5 separate regions of the Mus musculus genome follow, and all the other regions are linked to region 1. Evidence: chromatin contacts called from public HiChIP or PLAC-seq and promoter capture Hi-C data. All regions are on one chromosome and are shown on one strand. The core of a region is the stretch at or near the end of the contact, and the rest is flanking DNA. Distances in the headings are between cores, read along the strand shown.

Region 1 (4,140 bases), core at 1,025-3,524:
CTAAAAGCCTCCCAGAAACTCAGCTCCGGGGTCCTTACCCTCTTGCTCACCTGTAAACCTGCCTGCATGTTCACACACGAGCTTGACCCCTGTCTCCCTTCAGCACGAAGACACATACATAATGCATGCACACAAGGTACCAAGTCACACAGCCCAGACATGACAGCATGGCTGAGCTTGTGGCCTAGGTTTGACAAACAATTCTTGGGCATTCTTGGGGAGGGATGAGTGTAGGCAGAAAGCGCAGTGTTCTTGGCAGGTGGGTCAAGAACCGGTCACTTAAGTGCTCTTGCTGCTTGGTGGTGACTCGGAAAACCCCAGAGTTTTCAGGCATCAGGAAGCTAGAAGCCAACTTCCAGTGCTTACACGGGAGTAGGCTGGGGCCAAATTCTCTTCTCCCAAACACTGAGGTTTGCAGAGATGGAAGGAGCCTGGGGCACAGAAAGCATCCCTCTTCTCACCTCTTGCTCAGGCTCAAGACTAGACCAGTAGCAAAGACCTGAGGTGAGATCTCAGGATGCCCCAGCTGTATCAGTAGAACCTGAAGTGGCATAGGATCTGGTGAAAGCCGCTCACACAGGACAGGAAGAGATCTGTTCCATGTTTGAAGGCAGAGCCTATAACGAGTCCCTGCTTCATTTCAAGGGAATTCAGTAGCTTTCCTTCCTCAGGCTCCTGAAAGGGGGGGGGGGGGGGGGCTTGCCGTGGCTTCACACTCACTCTGGAAGTCTCTTCCATATCACCTGAGTCCTACTCAACCTCCACCCTCTCTTCCGAAGCCATATCACCTTAGTGCAATCTGGTTTCTCACCTGACATTCGGGTCTCCTCCCAAGGAAACTTCACATCCCCCCCCCCCCCCAGCCAGACTGGTTATTGACTGTCCCCTTCCCAAACCGTGCTTATTTCTTTCTGTCTTAAACCTTTGTCTCACGCCCTTTCTAGGATCCAAGACACCTTTCAGATTCCACCTGTCACTACCCAACTCCCTCCAAGGTCCAGTTCAAGGATTTCCTCCTAAAGTCTCCCGGCCCTATCCTATCATGCAGACCACCCATAAAGGACCAAGACCTCCAAGAAGCCATGGTGGTTGGGGGAGAAACAGCTGCCCCTCCCCCCATGCAATGGACCAATGCCCCCTGGCCTTCCTCCCCCTCCCCATTTCCTGCTGGGTCTGCAGCCCCCCTCCCCTCCCCTTCCCTCCTGATGACAGATTTATTCCCTGCTCCAGACAAAGAAAGCACAGGCAGGCACTAGAGACACCTGAGTCCAGCTCTCTGAGGACCCTTTCCTGGGCACCCAGGGCTGGGCAGGATGAGGTGTTAGGTGTAGACTGCAGGCGGCTGCAGTTTTGGCAGTGGGTAGCTGGATCTAAGAAGCAGCTACTCTCCAGCTGCTGTGAACTCAGGCGGTTCTGAACTCCAAGGATTCCAGCCAGAGGAGGTCGGGGAGCAGAACTCACCATCTAAGCACTCTGCCCCCAGAGAATAGCAGATACTGTGTTCTAGTGATGTGGGGGATGTCAGGCAGAGTTCAAGAGATGGCATTATCCCCGTCTCGGGTCTTCTGAAGTCCCCTAAAGTACTGTCTTCTGCTCCACACCTGATCTCTTAAGGAGCTCAGCATAAACTAAGTTTCTCCTCTTTCAGTCACTAGTTTCCTTTGAGCACCTGCCCACTCTCTACTTTCTCACCAATAATCCTCGCGGTCGCAGGTAGTTAACCCAGACTTGGTGAGGTGCCCGGAGCTTCCTACTTGGCTCACTTTCTTGCGTTTAGAGAAGGACTCTTACGTCTGAGCTGCGGAGTTCCCCTTGATGGCGCCCAAGGGAAACCCTCTAGGTGTGCGGTCCCGCCCTCCAGCCTGGAGTCCCTGCGCTCTGCACACTCACCGGTGATGAGCACCGCGCGAGTGGCCACCGGCAGGCGAGGAGGGCGCGCTAGGCGGGACAACGCGATCCAGCCAGCACCAGCCAGCACCACGAGTGCCGCCGGCGGGGGCAGCAGGCGCTGGCACAGCCAGTCGAGAGCAGCCAGCAGGGCCAGTGCCGCCAACAACGGGCGGCCCAGACGCAGGTCTGAGCGCAGCAGCTGCAGCAGCGCGCGGGCAGCCACCAGCAGCCAGGCGCCGCCCGACGGCCAAGGCCAGCGCTCCATGACTTCGGGGCCGGGCTGGGGCGGGGCGGGGGCCTGGTTGGGGAGCGCCGAGAGGGACTCGAGGCTAGGACACGGAATGCAGAGGAACACCGGCCTGGGGTGGGAGGGATACTCGCTTTCTTTGCGGGGTCCTCGGACCCAGCTTATAAAGCGCCCTGGGGGCGGGGTTGGGGCGGTGCGAAGGCGGGGCTAGGGTGGGGCTTTCCTCCACTTCTATCTTAGCACCCCACGCCAGGCAGGTGCCCCCCCGCCCAGCCCCCCTGTCTAGATCCGTTTTCGAAGAAGCCGGAACAAAGTCCCCAAGTTGCATGAGGCGGAGCCGTCAGTCGCCAGCTTCGCCCGGGAAAGGGCCAGTCTGCCCAACCCTGTGCCTTACATCTCATTCACTCCTGTGCGCCTATTGGCATGCCAAGGACTCTGAGCCTCCGAGCTCAGGAGTGCACATCCTGCTCACGCTTCCTCAGGGATACTTAACACACACATACCACCAACATCAGCACCACCACCACCAACTTTCATTCAAGTATTCCACATTGCTGTGGCTGTGACTGCCATGACTTCCAGAACACTGCATGGAAGCAGCCAGAGTCTGCTGCCAGCCACACCCGCCCCCGCATGCAGTGCCAGGCATGGCCTTAGGTCCCTGGTACACACGCCCAAATGTGCACTCTCACCTGGGTAGTTCTCAGCCACAGCTAGGAGAGAAGGGGGGTTCTGTTTCACTTCATTTTCTTCCATAGTCTAGAACTGGGGATGGAGGGAGAGGAAGGAGGAGGAGGAGAGAGACATACATACAGAGAGACAGAAACACACAGAGAAAGACAGAGATGGAAAGGTCAATGAAGGCATCAAGGTCTCCTTTTTTCTTTAGCTTCATCTACCCCCTCCCCAGGAACCAGTTAATGGGAAGACCTGGGAGAAGGGTCAGGACAGGGTGGTCCCTGATCTGCTACACTGAGTCCCCAGGGGATGAATTAAGTAGTGTGTGGGTGCATTTCCCTCCCTGTGTGTATGAAGGTCCTTGTTTGTGTGTGGCCTGGCACCCTGCGCCACCCCCGTGTCTGGCAACCTGTGCCTAACATGCATGCCAGGGCTCTGGCAGGCACTGGGGGTTAAGTGCAGAGCGAGGAGCAAAGCCGAGCTGTGGAGATCCCTACGTCTGTGAACCCCCAGACCTTCCCCCCTTGACACACACACCTCCCCATTCCTCATCTCTATCCTTTCTAGGTCCTGAGAGGGTCATAGATTCCTTATCACAGCTCTCTGTCCTGCGGTTCATTCTCTTCCCTGTATCCAGAATCCGGTCCAGTGTTTCATGTAAACACTCAAAGCCCTCCCTTCCATCCGGGTGTGGGTTCCTGAAGAGCCAGTGAACTCTTCGGGAAGGAGCTGGTGTCCAGACTCTCTTGAGAGGAAGAACTCTGCATGAAGACCCCTGTTCCCCACTCAGAGTCACTCCTCTGTCCCCACTCAGAGTCACTCGTGTGTTTCCATCCACCCATCCTCTGTCTATAAATATGGACAATGGTGGAACCCTGGCCTGGGTGTCAGGACTTGCCTGAGTAAGCTGTGTGTCCCTGACCTTGGGTGTGTGGCTTTGAGTTCTTTTATATCTGTGTCTATGGGGTTCTATGCCCTGTGTCATGTATGACCTTATGTGTGCTTGCACATAAGTGTGTATGTGCTACGTGTGCTTCCTATAGCTTCTGTCTCCTCTTCTTGCTTCTAGGAACTCAGAGAAACAATCCTTTTCTAAACCCACTGACTCCGGTTGTTCTGAGTCAATTGTCCAGGTCAAGAAATGAATGACATGCCTTGCTTTAACTAAGTTATCCTCCTTAGAATCCAGCTACAGTTTTTCCAGCCTCAGCCACTTTAAGTACTTTCCCTAAGGTAGGAAAAAGAGAGAGAGAGAGAGAGAGAGAGAGAGAGAGAGAAAGCAGAGTCCTAGGGGGAATAGTCAAGCTTCCCCCGCCACACACACA
Region 2 (4,140 bases), core at 489-2,988, 900 kb before region 1:
TATTGTGCAAACCCTTTTTCCCCTCACGAAAATAGCCTTATAAAGGCCCATATTATATTCCCCAAGCCTTCCCCTTTGCAACAATTAGCCAATCGTGTCAGATTATAGGATCAAGCTTCAATTAACGGGATGAGTTTCAGTCACCACCTCTGTGAGGGAGAAAAGACGGAAGTCACCCTGGCAAACTGTGGTTTTTAGCTCAGTTTTGGTTCAGTTGGACCATTTTTACAAGAGTTCAGAGCCCTGCTAGGCTTCTTTCAACTCTGTGCGATCCTTTCTTCCTCAATGCCTTGAGCTGAGATTTTTTTCCCCCGTTTCTAACAATTTTGTTCCTGTGAGAGCAGGTATCCAAGAAGCCAGAGCCATCAGGTCCCCTTTAACCTGTATTACAAGGTGGATGTGTACTTCCTGCCGTGAGTACTAGGAACGAAACTAATTCTGCAAGAGCAGCGTGTAAAAGCTTACAGTGTGTGCTCTTAACTGGAGCGCCATCTCTCCAGCCCATCCTTATCATTTTCCAGGAGGTGCTGGGAATTGAACCTAGGACCTCACACATACTAGGCAAGTGATCTACCACTGAGCTATAGTCCTAGTTCTTACCTTCAACTCCAAAGAGAGTTCAGATTATGTTCTCATCAAAGTAAAACGGACAGCCTCAGAGCTTATGTCCAGAAAATGCCCCTTTTGCTACAACTAAAAAGTGGGTTGATAAATCTGTCTCTTACTAATTAACCTGAAGCCGGGGCTATGGAGGGTGCGCACTATTATACATTTGTTAATGGGGAAAGAAAGAAAGGAAAATAAAACGAGTGGGGCGGGGGGGGGGGCAAGAAAAGCTGGAGCTTGTCTGACCAGGTTTGGCTGTAATGGTGGTCTCCGACTCAGCGCCCAACCTTCACCGGCCTCTTATTCTAATAGGTCTCTTCTGCCCCCCTACTATCTCTTTATGGCCTTTGGATGGGAAGCAGGGGGCTTTTCTATTTTGTCCCTCTATCCTCCATTCCTCACTGAAGAGTTCTAAGAAGTGCACACTGCAATAAAGTCTCAGTGCTGACACCCCCAGAACACTTCCTCTCACAAGATCGCACTTCCCTAGTCTCCTCTTTAACTCCATCCTTTCAGAAATCCTGCTCTGCCCAGGGCTGGGCACTTTGGGAGGGGTTTTCTCCAGAGGAGGAGACTCAAAGCGATCCAAACTAAGACTCTCTATACCTATACCAATAACTGTTCCATACAGACTCCGGGGGCCTCTCAGGGTGGGATGCTCCGGGCGGTGGGGGAAGGCTCGGCTCACCTGGGGCTTGGCCGTCGGAGGTCTCGGGGCCATTCCTGCCTCAGTGTGTGCTGGCTATGGTCCAGGGCTGAGGAGAGAGGACAGGATCCACTCACCGGGCTACCCCGAGGCCCCACCCCTTCAGCTCTGCAGCCACTTCGGCCGAAACGTGGGGAGGAGCCCCGCCTTCTCCTGCTGCTCTTCCCAAGGCCAAATGAAAGGCCCCACAGCTTCGGGACAGTTCCTCCGGCCACGCCCAGTCCGTCCGCAGGATGGTCGGCGAGGCCCGGAGGACAGCCTCCTACCCACTGCACTCGGAATCTGCCTCCGGGGCTTCGGAATCCGCGACCTCAGGTCCGCCCCTCTAGCGCCCGCTGCAGTTTCTTGTTCCCGGCAGTACTGCTCTGCAACAACAGGGTCGGACAATGGCCACAGCGGCGGGCGCAGAGCCACGAGTGCGACTGCGCACAATGATCCTCGCGCCTGCCCATCCACGGGTGCAGAAACTACGATTCCCAGCTATCCTCGCGTGCCCGCCCTGCAGAGGTCCTGCCTCCTAGTGGGGGGCTGCAGTAAGAGCACAAGAAGGCGGGCAGGTTAGGTTCAAAGTTTTTCTTTGGTATGTGTGTTTTCTGGAGCTGCTGGAAAGGTTCAAAGTTTTTGTCGTGTGTGTGTGTGTGTGTGTGTGTGTGTGTGTGTGTGTGTGTGTGTGTGTGTTGGAGCTTCTAGAAATTCTCACCGCTCCTTCTTTTCTTTTCTCCTTCTCCTCCACCTCCCATCCCGTTCCCTTTCCCTCCCCCCTCCCTCTTTCTCCCTCTGTGTAGCTCAGGATGTCCAGAAACTCACTCTGTAGACTCAATTCTCAATTCTCTTAGCACACAAGTGGCTAAGGATCGGGAGTTCAAGGTTATCCTAAACTGTGGTTCAAGACCAGCCTGGGCTACAAGAGACCTGGTCTTACAAGCCAAAATAAATAAACAATGCATGCACGAATGACTAAAGTGTATAATTCAATAGACTTTAGTACATAAAAAGAGTTGCACAACCATCGTTGTAGTCTCCTCTTTGAACATTTTAATTAGCCACAAAAGAAAAAAAATCATGTACATTAATAACCGTCCCCTCGTCCTAACCCACCTCCTCTCGATCCCGGGCAACCACTGACCTGTGCTGTCTTTGTGACAAATCTGTCTCTTCTGGGTATCTCATAAGATCAGGCAATATGAAGTTTTATGATTGGCTTCTTTCAGTTATTACAGTGGTTCTGAGTTCATTCACATCACAGGAGTCTCTATCCCATTCTTTTTTAATGCTGAATGAAAGATCTGATTGCCCGAGTGTACCACATTCATTCATCAGTTGGTAGCGTCTGCGTTGTTCACACTGTGAGATTTTATGCTTTTATCTTCAAAGCAACATTACAGAGGATATGTGTGTACACACGTTTATGGGGGTGCAGTTTCATTGATCTGGGGTAGATACAGAGAAGTTGAATTATAGAGATTTGGTAGCACCATGTTTAGCATTTGAAGGAACTGTGAATGTTTTCTAAAGAGGCTGTATCACTTCCATCTTTTTTTTTTTTAAACTAACAGCATATAGATTTCAACATTCCTACCCACACCTGTTACTATTTGTCTTTTTATCACAGTGTTCTGTGGATTTTTGCTGGGATGCGGGGGCGGAGAAAGTATAAATAACAACAAACCCCTTGGAAACTCTGCAAATACTTTCCACACTAGACAACAGTAGCAGACAGATACGCACAAAACAGAAGTTTAAGAGACCCTAGAAGGATTCCTAAGGCAGAACTTTCAGTAAGAAGCACAAAACACAGGCTAGGGTAAGGCTCGGCACCAGGCACTACAGCTCGTTCCCCAGCGCTGGCAGCCACACAGCTCACAGATGGGGGCCAGAGTATCTCCTAGGGACCCCAACACAAACAAACGTATGTATGTATGTATGTATGTATGTATGTATGTATGTATGTATGTAAAACGTATTTGCCCATACCTTTTATTCTTGCAGGGGGAGTGGTGGTGGGTGCAGAGACAGAACGATCTCTGTGACTGTGTCAGTGTGTGTGTGTGTCTGTGTGTGTTGGGGAGAGGGAAGTTGGACAACACTTGGGAGCTGGTTGTCTTTTTCCACCTTTCGACGTTTGAATTCAAGCCTTCAGGTTTTCTCTGCAAGTGCATTTACCCGTCCAGCCGTCTCTCTGGCCCTATGACGTTATTTGTACGCATTGTCTACAAGATTGGGGGGTGGGGGGCTTCAGTTTGTTCAAAGACCATTGTTTATAAAGCCTGAAGTTGCCATTGGAGAGGGACCAACTAGACCCTTCAGTAGGCAAGGAGCCGCATTCACAGCAGTAAGGCATGCAATGGAAAACCCAAGCTCAGAAGAATTTATTGACTCTCTAAATTGTCCCGCACAAGGGCTGGGGCTTGCCAGAGGTCGAGGTGTAATTAGTTCCGGTTTGCGGTTGGCTGTTCAGGTGGTTGTTTCGTGCAGGCAGTGAGAGCAGGGATAAGCTTGTGAGTAGCGACTCCCTGGATCAACAGGCACAGCGCATGATGCTCTTTTCTCATGGTCCAGGAGTGGACCTGCAAAGCCGGGACCCTTAGGATGCTCTTAGCCACGGGGTCCTCCAAGGGTAAGTGTGGCTCTCTGCCCTGGTCCCTGGGTAGCGGTTATTGTTTGGTGCCAAACACAAGAATTAAGAAGCTGATCAAGGAGTGTTTGTGTCCTCAGCAAGTTCAGAACTGTACATTCACAGAACTACCAGACGTCTAGCCTCTTAGAGCTGTCTCTCTGACAACGGCCTCCACATATGCTTCAGATTCCTGGGTTTTGAGATGGAAAAG
Region 3 (4,140 bases), core at 704-3,203, 690 kb before region 1:
GGTCATCTCGCCGGGAGGAATCTTGGTGCTTCTTGAACTTTCCCCTCTTGCTGCATTCAGTGGGTTACCAAACTCCTTCCTGCTCCTCCAAGCTGCTCTGCCTCTCTCACCTCCACTGCTTGCTTCTACGTTAGGACAGAGGACTCCCTGTCCTCTCTCCAACCCACTTCCCACACTGCTCTCAGCAGGTGCTCTCTTCTCCTAACAGAGACCTCAACTGCTCAGAAAAACAATCTCCACAATCTTCTTCAAACCTAAATTGACATGGAGGAGCCCTGCACCCCTGCAGCCAGCTGAGCAGCAGCCCTGGGTACCTGGCAATCTCCTGGTGGTAATCATAGTGTTCATCCTCCTCCAGCCACTCCAGGGATCCCGTGGTAGGATTGGCACGGCCACAGAAGACCTTCATGGTGCCAACTGGCTCCTCAGTGTTTGCACAGAAACGTGAGGCTTGTTAATTTACTTCTTAGGAAGATATCTTGATATCAGAAACCTAATCAATTATAATGCCTAGGATGGAGAGAAAGGACAAGAAAACAAAGAGAAAAAAAAAATAAAGAAACAGACAAAAATGTCAAAGTTACTTACAATTCTTTATTAATGATAACATCGACCTTCAATCTCAGGTCTGGAAGGCAGAGACAGGCAGATCTCTGTGTAAGTTCAAAGTCAACATGGTCTTCATAGTAAGTTCTAGGCCAGCAAGAACTACATAGTGACAGCCCATCTCAAAAGAAAATTAACCAGTATTTTGATATTTCTGACAAGAGTAATTTTCATTTTTTATATAGGATATACCATCAAAAACTATAATAAAAGCCAGTTGTGGTAGCTCATGTCTAAAATCTCAGCACGTAGGAAACTGAGGCAGAAGGATCTAAAGTTTGATGCCATCCTGGGCAATGCTGTGAGACCTTGTCATAAAACAAGAACAAAACAGAACAACGTGTCGTTGCATGTCTTTGATTCTAGCACTAGAAAAGCAGAGGCAGGACCATCTCTATGAGTTCCATGCCTGTCAGGGCTGCACAATGAGATTCCTGTCTGAAGAAAAATTTGGGGGTGAGGGGGGGCCTACAGTAAATATATAGGGCTGTTTGGAAGTTTCGCCACTTTTCAGAAATTCCTACATAATTAAAAAGGCCCCACAAGTCCATCGGGGTCCAGCCTTCAAGTGAAGGCAAGTGAGAAGGCAGGGTAAGCCGAGCAATGAGCTAACATTATACAGTAAAAGCGCAGAAGTGGTTATTCCGCAACAGATTAAGGACACTTGCTTATCTGTGATGTCGCTAGGGTTTCACTAAGAACACACTTAAAAATGCACTGAGGGCCACTCCAGTGTTTTAATCAAAAGCATGTCCACCTCGGGCACACAAACGTCTGGCGCTTCTCCGGGTGAGTGTCGTGAACTGAATGGTTCCCAAACTGCTCAGAATACGAACTGAGAAAGCCATCCCGAAGCAAAACCGCCCGAACGGTCCCGGGACCGAACCGTTCCCGGCTGGGTTAGGGGCGCTGCATACAACTGAGGTCCCGCCCGGTGTGAGTGACTGGGGCGAGGCTTCTGACACAAGTCCTGCGCCCGGCGACAGTCTGAGAAAGGACAGTCACCCACGCGGACCGCTGCGGCAGACCTGCTCAGGGTGCTTGAACCACTCCACGTGGACTCTGGAGCAGCCCGGAAGATAAGTACACCGGAAACCCAAATATCCCCAACGCCAGAGCCCTAAAAATGAGGCCGGAAGACCGACTGCACCCAGGCCCAGCCACGGCCCAACCTCCCCAGCAAGCCCAACAGCTCACCCGCTGTGGGAAGCGATCCACTCGCCGCCACTCCCGCGGCCATTTTGCCTCTCCCACTGTGGGTGGGGCGTCGAGGCGTAGCGTGACGTTCCGTGAGGCCCCGCCCGCTGAACTGGATGGACATCCCGTCGCGCCCCGCGCCTTCCCACAGTACTCCGCGATCGCCGCTATGGAGGCCGGCAGGACTGCGGTGTTGCGCGTGAAGCGGAAGCGCAACGCGGAGCCCGCCGAGGCGCTCGTGCTGGCCTGTAAACGCCCCCGGAGCAGCGAGGTCGAGTCGGCGGCTCGGGAGACGCCAGAGGGCCAGGAGGCGGCGGCGGCGGAGAGAAATGTCTTCCAGTTGGTTGCCACCGTGCGATCCCAGGTATGAGAAGGGTGAATGGACTCTTTGTGGGAGCGATCTTTGAACGCTGCCCGTGTCGCAGTCATCTCTTTTCCCGACGCCCCTCAGGAGGAGCCAATCCAGCAGCTTGTGCGGGCTGCCTTGCGCCCGTCCCGGAGCAGCCAGCTGCGTATCCGCCGCGATCTTCGTGCCTCGGTGCGCGAGGTCCGTAAAGAGGGCCGCTACAGGGTGGTCTCCAGCCACCGATCCTCGGGAACCTCGAACAGTTTGGAGCCTCAGTGTGGGTCAGAAGCTGTCGGGGATGCGGGCTTCCAGTTGTTGGACCTGGTCCACGAGGAGGAAAACCCAGAGGCTGCTGCCACCGACTGCCGCAAAGTGAGTACTGTATATGTCTGCTCTGCTCCCAAAGGCAGTAATGAAGAGCATACACACTGTAAGCTTAAGAATGGATGATCCATCTCTAAGAGTTGACCTCATTTTACCTGATTTCTGTTGTTGTTTTTGTTCTGTTGAGATAGTTTTGCTGTGTAGCTCTGGTTGACATAGTACGGGCTATGGAGCCCAAGCAGACCTCTGACACACAGCAGTTCTGCCTCCGTCGCTCCAGTGCTGGGATTATAAGTAAGCATGTGCAACCCACGCCCCTTAGGATTGGTTTTCTTTCTTTCTCTTTTGCTTGTGTCGTAATACACACCTTCCCTCCCAGCATTTGGGAGGCAGTACCATGTGGATCTCTGAGTTCCAGCCCAAAAAGGACTACATAGTGAGACCTTGTCTCCAAAAAAAAAAAAAACAAAAAGCAAAAAACAAAAACTTTGTGTGTGATTGATCAGGCCTTTAATACTCAAGAGGCATGGATCAATAGATCTCTTCTTTCAAGGCCAGGCAGAGCTACACAGTGAGAACGTGTATCAAAATAAATAAACAGAATTGATGTAGGCCTTTTGAAAGTGGATTTGGCTATTTAAAAGATATACAGTATTTAGAGATGATGTTAAACTGTCATTGCTACGAAAAATGAGGTAAATATGGAAGGAGTTTTAGCTCACAATTTTGGAGGTTTTGGTGCAGTGTATGGTCAGACTACTAACAATTTGCCTCCAACCTCCCTGAAGACGGGGCTCTAGCATTTATATATACCCTCTGAGAAGTTCCCAGAATTCCAAATGTCACAGAAACTATCTACAGCTGACAAAAACCACTTCTGCTAGGGCATGAGGCAAATCATAGTCAGCTGCTTTAGACAGCTCAAAGCAGCCCCACATCCCCACACCTGGGATTAAAACAAAAAAAAAAATAAACTGTTTCTGTGTTCTTTAAAGAAACCAAAATTCCAGACTTGTCACTACAAAGGGAACTTGCGGCAAGTGTTCTTCCTCTGAGCTAGATTCCTAATGTGGTATTTTCCTTTTCTTAATCTTCACAAATACTATGAATTAGATACTTTTATCGCCATTTTGTTTTTTTTTTCAGAAAGTTTTTATTAGCAAGCATTGGCTATTCAAAGTAATAGTTTTTATTAGATTTTGTATGTCTATACTCACTCCTGTTGAACCTTTAAAAAAAAAAGCCTTATTTATTTTATGTATGTAAGTACACTGTAGCTGTACAGATGGAGCTCACTCTGTAGACCAGGCTGGCCTCAAAGTCAGAAATCCGCCTGCCTCTGCCTCCTGAGTGCTGGGATTAAAGGCGGCTGTCTCTACCTTTTCTAATGGGAAAACCAGAGCCTTCATGTGGTTGTTGGGAATTGAATTTTAGGACTTCTGATCACTCAACCCTGCTCACTCCATTCAGCCCACTTGCTTCGGTCAGCCCAGCTCCGGCCCAAAGATTTATTTATTATTATACATAAGTACACTGTAGCTGTCTTCAGATGGGCCAGAAGAGGGCATCAGATCTCATTACAGGTAATTGTGAGCCACCATGTGGTTGCTGGGATTTGAACTTAGGACCTTCAAGAAGAGCAGTCAGTGCTCTTACCCACTGAGCCA
Region 4 (4,140 bases), core at 471-2,970, 620 kb before region 1:
CGGACTGCAGCAAGAGGTGGGACTCCAGCCGGCGAGCGCACGCCTCAGCAGAAGTGAGCTCTTGCCTCCTGGGCAGGGTTTTGGCCCTCCCGCGGGGTTCCCTGGGCCGTCCTGATCACGTGGCCTCTCCGGGCCGCAGGTAACTCGCCGGAGTAGGCAGGGATAGGCAGCCGCACCGCCCAGCCCCAAAGGGCACCGCGGGCGGGTCTCTGCAGCTCCCACTACACCCGGCCGCAGGTGCCGCCCCCAACACACCGGATCCCGCCCAAGCTCGTCTGTCTGCTGTCGGTCGGTACGTGTGTGCGCCTCGTCGGTCCGCGTGTGTGGCCGAGCGCCCCCTTCCTCTGCGGCCATGACTCCGCCGCCGCCGCCGCCCCCACCCCCGGGCCCAGATCCCGCAGTAGACTCGGCCACAGACCCTTGTCCCGAACCTCAGTCGCTGGTGGTTTTGTTCGGGGCCACTGCCGGTGCGCTGGGGCCGGACCTAGGCTCGGACGAGACCGACTTAATCCTCCTAGTTTGGCAAGTGGTGGAGCCGCGCAGCCGACAGGTAGGGTGGGAAAGAGGGGACCTCGGGACGCTTCAGAGCCTGTTGAGGCACAGCGGCTCATGGGGTTACCCTCGGTGCTTTTAGGTGGGGACGCTGCACAAGTCGCTAGTTCGCGCCGAGGCGGCTGCCCTGAGTCCACAATGCCGCGAGGCGAGTGGACTCAGCGCAGACAGCCTAGCGCGGGCGGAGTCCCTGGACAAAGTGCTGCAACAGGTGAGCGTGGGGGCCCGCGTGGGTGGTGGAACTGCGGAGTGGCAGGGACACTACTTCGAGGGGGAGGGGAGGAGGGGAGACCTGGAGCGACGCGACCCAGTGGCACGGCCAGTAGGACAAGGTCTTGTTTGAAACTTTTGAGCGACTACCGCGTGGAAGCGTGCTAGGCCATTCCCAGAGCCACCTTACCTTCCAACCTTTACAGACATCCACTCCTGCCGAGGAAGTTGACAATAGCGGCTAAGGGATCCATCCCCCCGAGGCCCCTTCCTCTCCCTCCCACTCCCCCCGCTAGCAGAGGACACGTCAGAAATAGGGTCGAGGTGGGCTCAGGTTTAGCGGTAGATCACTTGGTCTCTGCCGCCTGCTCTCCTGGGAACCGCTGAAGCGAGGGCGTCGGGCGGTGTCTGCCTCGGGGGCAGACGCCTCTAGGTGAGGCCGGCTGGTTTAGGCCTGCCTGTCCCAGCTGACTGGCCAGGCGTGGGTGAGTGGGTGCTGTCCGAACATTATCTAGGGGCTACCTGCCCAATGAGCGCAAAGGCCTAGGCGCATGCCCCCTCCCATACCCACCCCGCACCCTGGCCAAGTGGGAGTGAGTTTTCCCTGTTTGCATTGCTCACTCACCCCATGACTGAGTTGTAATGAGTGTTAAGTCCTTTCCTCTTCTGACTCTCGTTCTTAATGAGAAGACCTACAGATGCCAGGTTACAGAAGGGCTCCAGGCCCACTGCTCACCTGGGAGGGTGCTGTAGAAAAAAATCTGGTTGCCTTGCTCTGTCGGCCTTAGATTGGAAAGTGTCACAGAATTGCCAAGGGAAAGGGCCGGATCGTGCTGGATAGCCTTCAGAGTGCCACCCACCCCCCTCTACGAGCAAACAGTTCTGTGCCAGTTGGTCGATGGGGTGTGGGTCAAAGCTCAGGCTGCTGCGAGTGGCCAAGTATGAAGCTCTGTCCTTGGTGGCTCTGTTCCTGGGTTGGTCGGACCAAGGGGCGGGGCTGCCATTGACCATGGGCCTTTTGGCCCTCGGGCAGGTGTGAACCTCCCCCACCTGTCTGAGGGTGGTGCCTGGTCCAGGACAGGTTTAACCTGCTTTGCTCCTCCCCTCCCCACCTGCTTGCCTCACTCCACCAGGTGTTTGCTCTGGCCCGACTCCAGACTCCTGGAGTGTGTTTAATGGGGGCTTGGGTTATGTGCGACTGCTCTCATTTGGCCTAGAGGAGGTGACAGGGAACTAGGCTAGGGGTGGGGATTAGGAGCCTGGGATTTAGGGCAAGGCCTTTTACTTCCCAGGCAGGGTAGGGTTGAACATCCTGATGAACCAGCTTTGCAGCCTGAGTCCCTCCCTCCTGCTACCCCTCCCCCCCAGTTTCAGCTGTCTAGCTGTGAGTCTATGTCTGAGTCTCCACTCCCTGTCCCCAGTTCTCACAGCTGGTGAGCGGGGATGTGGCTCTGCTGGGCGGGGGCCCCTATGTGCTCTGCACTGATGGGCAGCAGCTGTTGCGACAGGTTCTGCATCCTGAGGCCTCCAGGAAGGTATGTCATTGAGGGCACATGGGTACGGTTGGGTTCCCAAGGCCCCTGTTGTAAACACCTTAGGTTACCTATTCACCCCCACTCCCATGTGCTCCCAGAACCTGGTGCTCCCCGACACCTTCTTCTCCTTCTACGACCTCCGCAGAGAATTCCATATGCAGCACCCAAGCACCTGCTCCGCCAGAGACCTCACAGTGGGCACCATGGCACAGGGTATCTGTGACCCATCAAAATTAAGGTGGAGGGGTGACTAATATGTCCAAGCATGTGCATGATGCCGTATGGGCTGTATGAATGTAGACAGGTCTATGTTTTTAGCCTCATTCTTTGGGATACATTTGGAATGTGGACATGTCTGTGTTTGGTCTGAGGACCTGTAGGTACATGTATGAACTGGGCCACAACTAGTGTTTGCTAGGATTCTCTGGGTGTTTCGGGGTGACGTGGGATGTACAGACCTGGACCTCAGTTGTCACTTCTCTGCCTATAGACTTGGGACTAGAAACAGATGCTACCGAAGATGACTTTGGGGTCTGGGAAGTGAAGACTATGGTAGCTGTTATTCTCCACCTACTTGAAGGGTCCAATGGTAAGATTCTTGCCCTGCTTGCCAGCTACTGTCAGGACTGGGTGAGTGCCCATCCCTTCAACAGAGTCCCCTTGCTGACTTGTGACCTTCTCTAAGAGAACACAAGGTAGAAACCCCTCTGCCGCGTCCTCAATGCCCTCACCGGTCCTATTTTTGCTGAGCTTGGTGGAGAGACTTCCTCCACCAGACCCTGCTGACCCCCATGCCATCTCCTCTCAGGTCAGTTGTTCTCGAAGCCAGAAGTGGTAAAGCAGAAATACGAGACAGGCCCTTGGTGAGTGTAGGAGCTGGGATGGGGGTGACAATCCTTGGACATTTCTGATCCTTTGCCCTGCCCCCCACAGCAGCAAGGCTGATGTGGTGGACAATGAGACTGTAGTACGGGCCCGTGGGTTGCCCTGGCAATCATCAGACCAGGATGTGGCTCGATTCTTCAAAGGGCTCAACATTGCCAGGTGGGTGTGACAGGATGGGAGGGGTAAGAGGGCAAGCCTACCCAGGAGGCACTAACAACACCCGGCTCCACAGGGGTGGTGTGGCCCTCTGTCTCAACGCCCAGGGCCGCAGAAATGGCGAGGCCCTCATCCGATTCGTGGACAGCGAGCAGCGGGACCTAGCGCTGCAGAGACACAAACACCACATGGGTGTCCGCTATATTGAGGTGGGGCTTTTGGCTAGAAGTGGAGCAGGGCAAAACTGAGTAAGGGCTGAGACCTATGGGCTGGTTTCTCTACCTGCAGGTATATAAAGCCACAGGGGAGGAATTCGTAAAGATTGCAGGGGGTGAGTGTGCCCATAGAAGGTCCTAGTTCCCTTTTGTCTTGATCTGTACCCCATTCCCTACACTCACTGTCTTTTGGGTCCCCTGTGGGTGCACGCTACAAGGATTAACTCAGCAAGGGACCCCTGTCCTTCCAACCTAGGCACATCACTAGAGGTGGCCCGTTTCCTATCACGGGAAGATCAAGTGATCCTGAGGCTACGGGGACTACCCTTTTCAGCCGGGCCAACAGATGTTCTAGGCTTCCTGGGGCCAGAATGCCCAGTGACTGGGGGTGCTGATGGGCTGCTCTTTGTCCGCCACCCTGATGGCAGGCCTACTGGGGATGCCTTTGCTCTCTTTGCCTGTGAGGAGCTGGCACAGGCTGCTCTGCGCAGGCACAAAGGCATGCTGGGTAAGCGATACATTGAACTCTTCAGGAGCACGGCAGCCGAGGTGCAGCAGGTGAGCACTCTCAAGGCTCCTTGTGCCCC
Region 5 (4,140 bases), core at 498-2,997, 540 kb before region 1:
GTTTGAGCTGTGTCTCATCTGTTTCCCAATTTTCATCAGGAGCAGGAGCCTGCATCAGTATACACTACCCAGTGAGTATCCACTAGTATCTTCGACATTAAGGCTGATTAAAATAATGCTAATGGGACTGGAAATGAATACAGTCAACTGGGTTTTTTGTTTTGTTTTGTTTTTTGTTTGTTTGGTTTTGGTTTTTTGAGACAGGGTTTCTCTGTGTAGCCCTGGCTGTCCTGGAACTCACTCTGAAATCCGCCTGCCTCGGCCTCCCGAGTGCTGGGATTAAAGGCGTGCGTCACCACGCCCCGGCTCTACAGTCAACTCTTAACTTTATATTTATTACGTTGAAAACAGTATACGAAGGCTGAAAAGGAACTAAAAGGTATTGTACCACCTAGAGATTCAATGCAACGCTGAGAAAACAATGTATTAGCCCTCACAATACTATGAAAAAATTTAAATAATTCACTTAATACTGGAAAGAATAAACATGAATACTCTTATCCATCTTCTTTTTCTAAGTTCTCTTGCATATGTAATAGGGAAGCTGAACTTAACGAACCACACTATTCCAAACCAGGTCACAGGAGAGAGTTAAGTCCCCAGTCATCATCCTGTTTCTATTTACTGACTGGTTTGACCCGCAAGCATTATGGTGTCCAGCTTTCCCAACTTATCTTTTAAAACATCTTCTGAGAAGAGCTTTTTTTTTTAAAATTATTAAAAAATGCCTTCTAGAACATTCTAGGAGAACTGTAATTTTAAAAGGCAACGTATCTTGTTTTTTTGTTTTTGTTTTTTAATCTCCAGAAACACTTTGCCCAAGCAAAACAACCCAGTTTTCAGAAAGGTCCGTTATAGTATACTTGAAACTAAGCGTGGATGGAATATAAATTTACACAAGTGGACACTAACTCGAACTCGCTCTTCTAGCAAAGTAGATTTTTTTTTAAAGTGGAATTTGAAAACACGCATCTTTCAAATAAAGAATTTTACAACTAGCCTAAAGACAGCGAAGTGCGCTTACACTTCTCGGAGACATTTCCTCTGCACCACGCTGGCACAGCTACGACAACCAGAAACCTCTTGGGGCTTTGGCCCCAACAACCTCTGCCTCCAAAGCCCGGGCGTCCGCCGGCCACTGGCCTCTCGGAGTCGAGTTCCCTACTAGTTCGCTCGCAGCCAAGACACTTCCACGTCGCCCCGAACCACACGCCTCCTTCTCCTCCTCAAATTAAATCGGGCTTTCCTCGCCACCCGCACGCACCAGGGGGACCGAGGGGAAGGCGAGCTGGCGGGAGCGCGGCGAGGGCACGCTCCACAGTCCCGGCCGGCCCGGCACCCACCTGCAGGCCGCGAGACCTGGGACACCGGCGCTGGTGCCCCGTCCTCGCCGAAGACGAGTTTGAAGTCGAGCTCGTCGTGGGCGCCACAGTTTGCAGTAGTCATCGGCGTGGCCCGGGGTGCAGCGCCTCCTCCTCAGGCGGCCGCGGCGGCTCCTCAGCGCCGCTTCATGCTGGGCCGCGCCGGCCAGGAGGTCGCGGCTCCACTGCAAACTTTCCGGGCGGGGCCCGCGAGGCCGAGCGTTCCGTTCCGACCTAGAAAGCTGGCCGAGCGCCCCGCCGCACCGGGAGCCGTCACCGCCGCCGGTCGAGGGTGCAGAAAAGCCACGGTCGCCTCAACCAAGGCTCCCCGCCCCCCACCCCCACAGTCGCCGCCACTGCCGCCACCGCCGCCGGCGCGCTCCCGCGCCCTGCAGCGCGCCCAGCCCCGCCCCTCGCCGCGCTCCCGCCCGACGGGGCAGCCCATAGGCCGCTGGCCCCGCTGACAGCCACGGGCCCCGCCTCCTCACCGACCTATCGCGTGAGTCCTCTGCGAGGAGGAAGTCACGTGAGCAAGAAGCGCCAGAGCCCTGCTCCCTCTCGGAAGTTGTAGTTAAAACTCTCTTTCTTCCGCAGTTTCTAAACCAAGACCAGGGTAGGGCCAATAGCGCTGTCTAATTAGATTGGGAACCCACGTAGGCCAATTGGAGACTATCTTTTTCCCCCTCATCGGGCGGAGCTCATGTCGAGGAAGTGGGTAGCAGAGCGCCAGGGTTATAGGTGTCCGGATATTTGGCCCCACAGAGGTACTTTTCACTTATAGCTGAGTTTAGAGTGGATACGTTCGTTAGACCACCTCAAAAGTTACCACTCATCCCCCGCATCCCTCCATACCAACTTCGATGGCGTAACTTGGAGAGGGCCAGGGATTGGTTCGAACTTTTGGGTAGGTTAGGGTGGAGCCGAAGAAAACCTTGCGAGACAAGTCTGGAGTCGATTCAGAGCCACCCTTCTGGGGTGGGGCCCCGTCTCAGTGGCTGTGCCTTTGTCCCCTCAAGCCGGCCCGGAGAGGATGCCATGCATTCTAGCTAGGCCTCACCTAAATCAGAGGGACCAGGTCTGGTCCTTGACGGAAGTTGAGCAGACACAGAGAAAAGTACCCTTCTTGGCCTCTGCATCTTAGTACATAACCGTGAGACTAAGGCATTGTGACACCCGAGCAAGGAAAGCCCACATATAGGAAGTGACGCTGTCAAAAAGAACCGGCTTTCAATCTTGGTTTCACCTCAAAGAGTCTGCCTTCCCCGGTGAGACATGAGATGGCCCAAGACACCATCCCTTGGAGTCTGGGGACTCAGTCTTGTTTACTTAGCGCATGATTAAGAGAAGGAGTTGGGAGAAGCCAGTGACCACCTCCTCCACGACAGCAAGTCTGATACTACTCACAAAAGCCCCTGGGAGAATGGAGCAAGCACAAGCTCCTTGCAAAGATCTCTGCATCTCAGTGATTCCTGGGCTACTAAGTGAGCCTCAGGGGGACCCCGGCTAAGCCTAGGGTCAGAAGAGCAAGGAATGTTCTGAGCTCGTGAGCCATTCATCTTGGACTGGTTTATTCCTGCTCAGGGCTTTACCAGTACTTATGAGGGACACAGAGATACAGAGATAGTCTCCCATCAGGGTTGAGAGAGAGAGGAATAGCAAATATATAATTACTGTGCAAAGAGATTAGAGCTGTGATAGGAGCTCTGAGGACATTGAACACCCACCCACACGCTACAGGAGTAGTAGAAACTGGAGATCCAAGCAAAAGACGAGCAAAGCTTGTTCCATGGAAGGACCAATGATCAGAAACCAAAGGTGATGCTGTATGAGTGGGCATGGTCACTGGGTGATGCTAAGCTGGAGACTATAATAGTCACTTCTCTATAGAACACTTGGCTAAGGGCATTCAGATCAGCAGGAAGAGGAGGCAGTCAGACTTAATGGCACATGGCTGGAGTGCCAGCACTCACATGGCAGAGGCCAAGATCAGGAGCTCATCATCTCCTCCTCCTCCTCCTTCTTCTTCTTCTTTTTTTTTCCTGAAACAGAGTTTCTCTGTGTAGTCCAGGCTGTCCTGGAACTCATTCTGTAGACCAGGCTGGCCTCGAACTCAGAAATCCACCTGCCTCTGCCTCCCGAGTGCTGGGATTAAAGGCGTGTGCCACCATGCTCGGGCCCCCATCATCATCTTACATAGTGAGTGTGAGGACAGCTTAGGGACAGGAGATCCTTCCTTAAAACAAAAAGTGAAGGACTTAACCTATTAAGTGGGTAAAAAAAAAAAAAAAAAAACTTCACAACAAGCTATCCTGTCTTCAGATGGGCTAACTTAGAAAGCTTGAATTGGAAACTAGGAGACCAAAGGCTACATCCCACCTGCAGCCGAGACAGACTATAGGCTTACCAACTAGTTCCCACGGTCCCGTTTTCCTATAAGGTCCCCAACATTTAGCCAGCTTACTTCCCCGTTCCCATAAAACTTAAAGCAACTTCAGCTCCAGTCTGTAGATGCATGCTTGTAATTTAGATTGAGATCGAGGACCCAGTCTCCCACCCCTCCCCAGGTATGACTTCACCTGAAACAGGTGAATTGCGCTAAAGTAGAGGCCGCAGAGCTGGCGAGATAGCAGAGCTGGAGAGCCCGAGCATTTGCTGTTCTTCCAGAGGATCTGGATCTGGTTCCCAGCACTGACATGGTGACTCACAACCATCTGTAACTCCCAGGGTGTCTGGTGCTGCCTTCTGGCTTTACAGGCACAAGGCACACATATAGTACACA

The links. Promoter capture Hi-C pulls out the DNA fragments that hold promoters and counts their contacts. HiChIP or PLAC-seq counts read pairs in DNA pulled down with a chosen protein or histone mark. Capture Hi-C pulls out chosen DNA fragments and counts their contacts.
Region 2: a contact with region 1 is called in an H3K4me3 HiChIP or PLAC-seq map of pro-B cells, with 4 times the contacts expected there. The contact joins the promoter of Zfp90 here to the promoter of Hsd11b2 in region 1. A contact is called at or near these places in 1 of 39 promoter capture datasets (liver) and 3 of 115 datasets of contacts at active chromatin or transcription factors (large pre-B cells, microglia and pro-B cells).
Region 3: a promoter capture Hi-C map of pre-B cells shows a contact between it and region 1, with 7 times the contacts expected there. The contact joins the promoter of Slc7a6os here to the promoter of Hsd11b2 in region 1. A contact is called at or near these places in 3 of 39 promoter capture datasets (hippocampal neurons, liver and pre-B cells), 6 of 115 datasets of contacts at active chromatin or transcription factors (bone marrow-derived macrophages, embryonic stem cells, large pre-B cells and 3 more) and 1 of 9 other capture datasets (liver).
Region 4: a promoter capture Hi-C map of liver shows a contact between it and region 1, with 2.8 times the contacts expected there. The contact joins the promoter of 1810019D21Rik here to the promoter of Hsd11b2 in region 1. A contact is called at or near these places in 2 of 39 promoter capture datasets (embryonic stem cells and pre-B cells) and 2 of 9 other capture datasets (embryonic stem cells and liver).
Region 5: a contact with region 1 is called in a promoter capture Hi-C map of embryonic stem cells, with 3 times the contacts expected there. The contact joins the promoter of Nfatc3 here to the promoter of Hsd11b2 in region 1. A contact is called at or near these places in 5 of 39 promoter capture datasets (cranial neural crest, embryonic stem cells, fetal liver and 2 more) and 5 of 115 datasets of contacts at active chromatin or transcription factors (large pre-B cells, pancreatic cancer cells, pro-B cells and 2 more).

The regions. Positions count from the first base shown.
Region 1 is chr8:105,516,880-105,521,019 of GRCm38.p6, reverse strand. Hsd11b2 (hydroxysteroid 11-beta dehydrogenase 2) reads right to left here and starts at 2,274. Exons shown (of 5, transcript NM_008289.2): 1 at 1,891-2,274. The coding sequence starts at 2,155.
Region 2 is chr8:106,412,925-106,417,064 of GRCm38.p6, reverse strand. Zfp90 (zinc finger protein 90) reads right to left here and starts at 1,738. Exons shown (of 4, transcript NM_011764.4): 1 at 1,295-1,738. The coding sequence starts at 1,327.
Region 3 is chr8:106,208,746-106,212,885 of GRCm38.p6, reverse strand. Slc7a6os (solute carrier family 7, member 6 opposite strand) reads left to right here and starts at 1,953. Exons shown (of 5, transcript NM_001007567.2): 1 at 1,953-2,167; 2 at 2,255-2,521. The coding sequence starts at 1,973. Prmt7 (protein arginine N-methyltransferase 7) reads right to left here and starts at 1,832. Exons shown (of 18, transcript NM_145404.1): 1 at 1,804-1,832; 2 at 315-510. The coding sequence starts at 409.
Region 4 is chr8:106,132,980-106,137,119 of GRCm38.p6, reverse strand. 1810019D21Rik (RIKEN cDNA 1810019D21 gene) reads right to left here and starts at 1,720. Exons shown (of 4, transcript NR_040346.1): 1 at 1,499-1,720. It overlaps Esrp2 (epithelial splicing regulatory protein 2), which reads left to right and starts at 146. Exons shown (of 15, transcript NM_176838.2): 1 at 146-550; 2 at 635-763; 3 at 2,184-2,297; 4 at 2,396-2,510; 5 at 2,788-2,886; 6 at 3,106-3,160; 7 at 3,231-3,341; 8 at 3,415-3,547; 9 at 3,627-3,669; 10 at 3,810-4,111. The coding sequence starts at 353.
Region 5 is chr8:106,057,197-106,061,336 of GRCm38.p6, reverse strand. Nfatc3 (nuclear factor of activated T cells, cytoplasmic, calcineurin dependent 3) reads right to left here and starts at 1,747. Exons shown (of 10, transcript NM_010901.3): 1 at 1,344-1,747. The coding sequence starts at 1,446.